Regions from separate parts of the Mus musculus genome. Here region 2 is linked to region 1. Evidence: chromatin contacts called from public promoter capture Hi-C data. All regions are on one chromosome and are shown on one strand. Each heading gives the region's core, a stretch centred on a gene start, on an enhancer-like site or on the middle of the called end of the contact. The rest is flanking DNA. Distances are from core to core; before and after follow the strand shown. Region 1 holds the start of Sez6 (seizure related gene 6). Region 2 holds the start of Slc13a2os (solute carrier family 13 (sodium-dependent dicarboxylate transporter), member 2, opposite strand).

Region 1 (4,066 bases), core at 885-3,384:
CCATTATGGGCAATGCCGATGTCTAGGAAGAATGGGCCCTTTGAAAGGCATGAGAAAGGATGTTTACCAAAACCTCTACTGCTCCCTAGATTGGTCCAGGCTCTGCCTCAAGCTTGCTGGGAACCCATTCCACAGAAGCCATGTTTACCAGATCTTCAGTAAAGAATGACAGCAAACCGTATTATTACTCTAGTCATGCAGTGCAGATCCATTCCCTGGGTTCAGGAGAGAGTGTTGTATCCTGGGATTGTAGTCTGCAATGGACTCCCTCTTGTATCCCAGGCAGTCAGGAAGGCCATGTTGCAGGTTCCCAGAAAATTTCCTTACCTTTCTTCTTATAGGTAGTCCCCAGCTCATCCAGAGCCCTACTGCCAAGATAGTCGGGTGAGACCTCCAGAAGCCTTTAAGTCAGGAGGAACTATCCTGATAGATCAGGTTCATCCTGCATTGTGGCTCAACCCCCTTTTCCCAGAGCTGTGTAGTCCTGAAGGACCCAGGGATGTGAGAAATGTCAGGAATGCCTGTGAGAAAGGAAGAGCCTCATGGCACTCACCCGTTTCCAGACTTCAGTCAGGCACTTCTGCGCCTGTTCTCCCATTCTGTGGGCAGGTCTTGTTTTCCCTTTCCTCCGTCCCTCTCTCCTGGCTTCTCCACATTTCTGATCTTTTCTTCAAAGGCTCCCCTACCTGCCATCCCTTCTGCTACTCTCCTTTCTCTTCCAATTCACCAGACAACTGTCCAAAATCCTCACCCAGCATCTTCCCCAGATAACTCCACATGCCACCTGCTGCCTGGGATTCTTTACAGCAAGCAAGATGGCTCCCCAGAGCCCACAAAAGGATCTACAGAGCATCAAAGGAGCAAAGCTGGAAGACTGTAAGGACCGAAAGACTCTCCTAGGAATGAAACTTAGGGCAGAAGTCACTTGCTTCCAGGATGAGATGGGGGAAGTGCTGTGGACAAATTGTTGGGGTTTGACCCACGTTCACATGGAAAGAACTCAACATTAAGCTGCCCTTTGAGGGCCTCCTTCTTCCTCTACAGATATTAACATCAGCCACGTGGTTGTGTCCTGTTGAGTCCACTGAAATTCAGTAACAAGCCTAACCATGTCCCTTGGGTCTGAATAATAGCCTCTAGTTCTGCACAGCTATGGCTAGCCTGTTATTGGCCCATGGCTTACTGGGGTTCCTCAGGTCACAAAGTCATGGGATCTTATTTTTCTGTGCTATTGACTATTCCAACTACTCTGGGGTTACTGCCCCTTCTTCAAGTTTTCCTCCATCTGAAACAATCAGCTACACCTGGTGGGTTGAAGGTGTAGCTCAGTGGTAGAGCCCCTCCCTATCTATCAAGTATGGAATCATGTGCCAGGTCCTGGTAAAAAAAAAAATGAAAATTTAAAACTAAAACAGTCATAAAGACCCCTGATATTCATGCTTATCCCATTTTCTTCGTCAGTTCCAAGACCGAAGCTGGTATTGGCATAAAAGATCTGTGTTCCTGTGGCTATTCTTGTTCTACAGAGGAAATAGAGGAAGCAAGGTCTGGAACCCCATGGCTACATGGGGACCCAGGGTGCTGCCTTCAGCACCCCACAGCTTGACCCAGGTTGCCCCCTACCAAGTGGAGAATGTCTCCCCAGGACACAAGTGCCACTGGCTTTTAACTATAATATCAGGATAATTAAGCTTTTCTGTGAGCACAGTTTGCTGCTGATGCAGCTGCCTGGAGCCCTGGCATTTATTGAGCGCAAAGTAATAATTTATTGTCCTTTGTACGTTCAAAAGCCGTCTTCATTATCGGCCCAGGATGGAGCTGCCACAAGGGCAGGCGGGCCTCACCAGCTGCCTCACTGATGTGCATCTTTCCAGATCACCCTTGTAGCTGTCAGGTACCAAGGTGGGGTGGAGAGAGAGGTGAGGAGGGGGTGTTCTCTTTAATGGAGAATCCGATTAGAACCTGACACCTTGGTAAGCTACAAACCCGGGAGAGGGTGGCAAGCTTGGCTGGGCGTGGGCAGCTCGGGAAGGCGGGGGCTGTGTGCCACATTAGCAGGGCAGTCCTTTCCCCAGGGCTCGAAAGCCTGTTCTCTTGCCGCTGGGTCTTCTGCGCCTTTGCTTGAGACTTTACGGTAAGCCGCTCCTCCTGCGCCCCCGCCCCCAGCCCCGCGCGGCGATCCCGGGCGCCGACGCCAGGCGCTGGCCGTGGTGCTGATTCTGTCAGGCGCTGGCGGCGGCGGCGGCGGCCCCGCTGCTCTCCCCGGGACCGGCTCTGCCCCCCGCGCCCACGCCTCTCCCAGTCCCCAGTTCCCCTACCGCGGCCCCGACCCGGGGCGCGGCCGCAAGCAGCACCATGCGCCCAGCAGCCCTGCTGCTCCTGCCCTCGCTGCTGGCGCTCCTGGCTCACGGTAAGGGACCCGGGCGTCCGGCCACAGGACGGGGGCGGGCGCGGACTCCCAGGGGTAGGAAAGCAAGACCATCCCGGCGCCTTGCTCCGTGCGTCCTGTTGTTCCTCCCAAGCACCACGTCCCGCCGGCTGCGCTGTCCCCGGCGCCGACCCAGCCGGGCGGGGCGCGGGCTCTACGGGCGGGAAGCCGCCGCGGCTCCCGCCATTCGCGCCCGGCCGAGACCTCGCCTTTAATCATCTCCCCGGATCTAATGGGATTTCTCTGCTGCAATTCATCACGCCACCCCCTCCCCGCACACACGCGCTCTCCCGCGCGCTCCCTCGCTCCACTCCAGGCGTCTAGGGGCGCCCGGGCGCGTTGCGGGGGGGGCGGCAGGTCGCGGGTGCAGAGTCCGGACAGCCCAGCTACCAGCCCGCCGTTCTGCCTACCCCGCTGGTCTCCAAACTTCGCTCGACTTTGCCGCTTATTCTGGGTCCCTCGTATCCTCACTGCAGAGGAACTGGGTCGGGTGGTGGCCGGACCCGGGACTGGGACATCTCTCACCTACCTCTGCCTTGACGCTGTCAAGTCAGGATTGGAACCTAGAACACAATTCTGGGGAAACATATCCGGGGACCCTGAGAGCCCACTGCCCAGCCCCTCGCTCTTCTCTGGGTTGCAGCAACTGAGGTCCTGGGACTGGCTGCCCTCCCTGAAATTCTTTTCTTGCACACAGACACACACATGCACACACGCACATGCACGGAGCGCTGCTTCTCTTCGGCTCTGCCTTCCTGCCGGGTTCTATCGACCTCGGAGCCGCAGACTAGTTAGCGGAACTCACCGTTTGTCCCAGCCCCGGACGCCGAGTCAAGTCCTAACTTCATTGATCTCGGTCAAGAAACGCTTGGCCTCGGAGTTAGCACCAAGGGAGTTTGGAGGAAAGATGAATGGGAAGCAGGAAGGGTCTGAAGCAAGTGGTCTCGGGAGTCTTCAAATGCTTAGGTCATTCTCCGCTTTTACTAATCGCCTGCTGGGGTCCGCGAAACTGCACTTTTGACTTGGGACTCAAAGTCCCTCGCCATATGGTTATGGTTCCTAGCGTCTGCTGTCAAGGAGGGAGGGAGGGAGATTTGTAACCTTCGGGCTCCATCCTCGAAGGCCGGAGAGTTTGGAGGTCAGAACAGCCAGACCAGGGCTGCTCGGGGCTGGGCTAGTACCAAGCCGCTCTTTTCCCGTCCCGGGGGATGGAGAGGGAGAACATCTTTGAATCTCTAGCTCTACCCACAAGTAGACCACATCTTTGCCCAGCCCACCTGGCTGCCCACACTGGCTCCTCCTAAGACTAGGAAAACTTGGAATTATATGTTCACCTTGCTGGGAGGAAAAAGAAGCCCACTCCAGGGATAAGAAGGGATGAAGAGAAACCCATCTTCTGGGCCAGAAATCTAAGGATATCTCTCTGCATTCGGGACCTGAGTGGGGTATGGCCACATCCTAGCTCCTTTCCTGGAACAGTCTGTGTCTGTTTCCTAGCAATGGAAGTTCTTATCTGAGTGTGTGATCTGGATTCCTCAGGTCTCAGGATGTCTGCAGTTCAGGAGCTCTGAGTGTTGGGTGACAATTCATCAGTTAAGCCACCAGTGTGGAGGTGTAGTCTCTGCCAGCCAGCTCCTT
Region 2 (4,066 bases), core at 799-3,298, 460 kb after region 1:
TTATTTTTTTGTCTAGACTAAAGTCTTTGTTAAAGACAAGACATCCATATGCAGTCTAGATTGGTCTGGGGCTCACTATATACTCCAGACTGCCTTCAAACCTACAATCTCCTGTCTCAGCTTCCCAAGAGCTGGGATGTACAGGCGCCCATCACCACTCCTTCCAATAGTCTTCTGTTGGACGTGCCAAGCCCCTTCCTCTTGATCGCAGTTTCTGCCTCTGCTTCCTCTGTCCATCTGACGGCCTCTTCATCATTGTAGCCTGGGAGACAGAGCAGGAGTTGGGAATGCAAGCAGAGCTTGAATCTAGAGGCTGAGTGAGATCTTCCTCCTGATAACAGACTGTTAACTCCTCTCACCAAACCAGGCCCTCGGTGTTCTCTCCTAGGTCCAGAGCCCCATTCTAACTAACACTCACCTGGATTCTAGCATCTGCAGTGTTGACTCAGAAAGCACTCCTACCCTCCTGCAGACAGAACTGTGCTGGCGTTGGTCCCGCTGGCCACAGCTACTGTTTGAACAGGCCTGGGAAGCTGAGGGGTTAGAACTGTGACCTGCCTGCCAAAGCTCTGCCCTTTGCTGGCCAGGTGTGGGAACCCCTGCAACAGGGTCTGCCAGATTCCAGGCTAGAGAAAGACTATGGAGACCCAGGCAGGAGGAGCAGTTTCCATGCTTGGAGCCCCTCACCTTAAATCAGAATGCACCATCTTCGGTCAAGTTATACATGTGTGTGGGAGGGGCTGGGGCCAGGTAAGGTGTATGCTTGTGTTTGTGTGGGTGTGTTTTGAGCGTGTGAATGGAGGCCAGAGGTCAGTGTATGATGTCTTCCTCACTCTCTCCTCTCCTCATTTTTGGAGACAGTTTCTTGCTGAATCTAAGGCTGACTTAACTGTAGTGACTGGCTGGGAAGACCTACCTGTGCCCAGGTTCAGGCTGCAAGATGCTGCATGTGGGCTTTTATGTAGATTGGGAGGCTCCAACCCAGGTCCTTATGTGTTTGTGTGATAAGCACTTTACTGACTGGTCCTTCTTTCTACCCTTGGTCCCCGGAACTGGCTGGCTTTGTGGGTCAACTTGATACAAGCTAGAGTTATCACAGAGAAAGGAGCCTCCCTGGAGGAAATGCCTCCATGAGATCCAGCTGTAAGGAATTTTTTCAATTAGTGATCGGGGAGGGGGGAGGAAGGGCCCAGGCCATTGTGGGTAGTTCCATCCCTGGGCTGGAAGTCCTGAGTTCTATAATAAACCAAGCTGAGCAAGCCAGAGGAAGCAATCCAGTAAGCAGCATTCCTCTATGGCCTCTGCATCAGCTCCTGCCTCCAAGTTCCTGCCCTGTGTGAGTTCCTGTCCTGACTTCCTTTGGTGATGAACAGCAATGTGAAGTGTGAGCTGAATAAACCCTTTCCTCCCCAACCAACTTCTTGGTCATGATGTTTTGAGCAGGAATAGAAACTCTAAGATAGTCTCCTCCCCTCTCTCTCTTTCAGTTTAGACAGGTGTTACTTTGTAGCCCTGGTTGTAGACCAAACCCCAAACCTTGAATTTGCAGCAATTCCTCTATAATTCCCAGGATTACAGGCACAATAATTCGCCATGCCTGATATGTCTATCCAACTCTGCTCCTGTAGGCTGGGCTCTGCTTTTCAAAGTGAGTTCCTAAGACTGAGACTGCCTTTGCAGACACTCTTGTCTGCAGAGGGGTCCTGGGGCGGGGCTCCTCAGCACACTGCCCTCTACAGTCTACCCCAGCATAAAATGCTGAGGGCTAGGCCTCATCTCAGAGGCTGGCTGCAGGGACCTCGAGAGTTCTGGTCATAGGTTGAGCATGCTGGGGGGTAGTGGCTCCTTGGCTAGGTGATAGAACAACTGGACCAGAGCCTCAGGGGAGCTGGCCAGGGAGGTCCGCCCCTGTTCTGGTTGGCTGACCCTTGGGAAGTGTAGGGAGTTTCCAAGCTTGGTGGGGAGGGTCTGCGGGGGCTGGGGGGGGGGGCGGGGAGGAGCTGGGTGGAGTCCTCAGGTCTTAGATGGGTGCTGAACTCAAGTCCTCATCCCTCCCAGGATCAGAGCAGGTGAGACATGTCTCTAAGAACAGTGAGATTTTCTGCTGCAGAGTGCCAAGGTACTCTCTCCCTCTTCAGGCTTACCCAAGGCTATGGCAAAGGTACTCTCTCCCTCCTCAGGCTTACCCAAGGCTATGGCAGGGTGTGGCACTACTATGTGTGCTGGATGCGTCTGGCCAGAGCTGTGTGTGAGCCTCTGCACACTTGTAAGGACTCGTGGGTCTGAGCACGCTGTACAGATGTACATGATGGTGGCTTTCTGTGACTGGGCGTGAAGGGGCTGTGCACACAGGAATGTGGGTAAGTGTGATCCAGGGCTCTGAGAACAAGGCTCACCACCCTTTAGGGGTCCCCCACCCTCAAGGGGCCACAGTCCTGCCTCCCCTAACCTTGTTCCTTTGCAACACATCTGTGGTTGTGGTGGAGGCTGGCTCCTTCTAAGCCTCCTGCTTATAGCCAGCTGAGGTTGCAGGCTACCCCTTCAGCAGCTGCCCTGCTGGACGACCTGACTCTCTCCATCCTCTACCAGCCCTTCCCTTCCTCAGAGACTGAGAGACAGAAATCCCCCCCACAGGAGGTCTAATCGGAGGGGCTGACCTTGAACGCTGGGGTGCTTCAGGTGACAATGGGGTGACCTGGCTTTGTTCTATCTACCTAATAAGCTCTTTTCTGTCTTGCAGGTGTCTTGGACAGGTTTGAGAGCCTCTGTGGTCTGGCTGCCCATGTAGACTGTTGCTAGTTGGTGGGTGTGGGAATGGGGAGGGAGTAGACAACAGGGACTTTCCCCACCCAGGGTCTCAGGGCACAGGAATGGGGAAATATCTAAACTTGGCTCAGAAACGTGGGCCTATTTGCTGAGACTAAAGTCAGGTTAGGCTAGAGAGGTCAAGACACTACTTCATGGTCACAAAGCATGGCCCACAAGCCAACTGAGGACCTGATGACCTTCAGGGGGAAAAAGGGACTTGTGTGTTTCTGGTACACTCATTGTTCTATAGGACATTCCCTGTATAAGGGACACAGCTCCATCTGGTAGACTGTGGTGAAGTGTTCCAGTCTGTTGGTTCTCCACAGCACTGGGGAGTTCATGTCTTGAGTTCTTGTGTTCTTACCAGGAGACACCCAAAACCTCTTGCTACCCTGCCCCTGAAGGCAGTAGTGCTGGGGCTTGCATGCCTAGCAGGGTGGTCCAGCATCCTGGGCTATCAGGCCTGACCTACCTGCTTCAGGCTGGAGTGGTTAGGCTGTTGTTATGGCCCTGACCCAGGCTGACAGGCCCTTCCCTCAAAGGCCAGCCAGGTCCTTGTGCTTTATAACCAGGCTAATGATGGTGATTAGGCCAACAAGGGCTGCCTGCAGCCTGGCCCTCTTCAACCCATCTTGCTGAGGAGGGCAGTGCTGAGCAATTGGGGGAGACAACACCTGTATGGCCCAACTATGGCCCTAGTCTGGTTGCTGTTCACCTGGCCTAAAAAGAAAGGGCAGGGTCAGTAAGACTGTCAGCTGCAGGACAGGCAGTGTGACCTCAGTCTGCACCTGCCCCTCTGAGCAAGGATAACAAGGTACAGAGTTGAGTGAATACCAGCTGGATTTGGTTTCACTCAAGAGGCTGAGGCAGGAGGATTACCGTGAGCTCAAAGCCAACCTAGTCTATATAGTGAGTTCCAGGCTAACCTCAGCTACCATGCAGAAACCATTTCTCAAAAACTCAAATAAATGAGCAGGTAGTTTCTTGTGTCCTGTGAAGCCTTGCTCAGTGCTGGGCTTCAGGTAACCATAGTAGCAGAGAAGATTCTCCCTGTTGCCCTCTGGGAATCCAACTGAGTTATGGGGGACTATCCCTCCAGGCCTTGGGGGAGGGGGGGCTTTTGTGGTTTATGGCTGGCTGGCTGTACTTCATGTGTAAGGAATGCCAGGGGCGCGGGGGGGGGCAGTGTGGGGGCAGAGCCACTCTCCTGACACACCTCACCCCCCCTGGATGCCTGGCATGTCCTGTCAGGATCCAT

Evidence for each region. Promoter capture Hi-C pulls out the DNA fragments that hold promoters and counts their contacts.
Region 2: a contact with region 1 is called in a promoter capture Hi-C map of liver, with 2.7 times the contacts expected there. The contact joins the promoter of Slc13a2os here to the promoter of Sez6 in region 1. A contact is called at or near these places in 1 of 39 promoter capture datasets (liver) and 1 of 484 Hi-C or Micro-C datasets (pro-B cells).

Annotation. Positions count from the first base shown.
Region 1 is chr11:77,928,705-77,932,770 of GRCm38.p6, forward strand. Sez6 (seizure related gene 6) reads left to right here and starts at 2,135. Exons shown (of 17, transcript NM_021286.4): 1 at 2,135-2,410. The coding sequence starts at 2,356. It overlaps Gm11190 (predicted gene 11190), which reads right to left and starts at 584. Exons shown (of 3, transcript NR_033549.1): 1 at 554-584.
Region 2 is chr11:78,392,437-78,396,502 of GRCm38.p6, forward strand. It overlaps Slc13a2os (solute carrier family 13 (sodium-dependent dicarboxylate transporter), member 2, opposite strand), which reads left to right and starts at 2,049. Exons shown (of 5, transcript NR_003282.2): 1 at 2,049-2,069; 2 at 2,181-2,360; 3 at 2,741-2,802.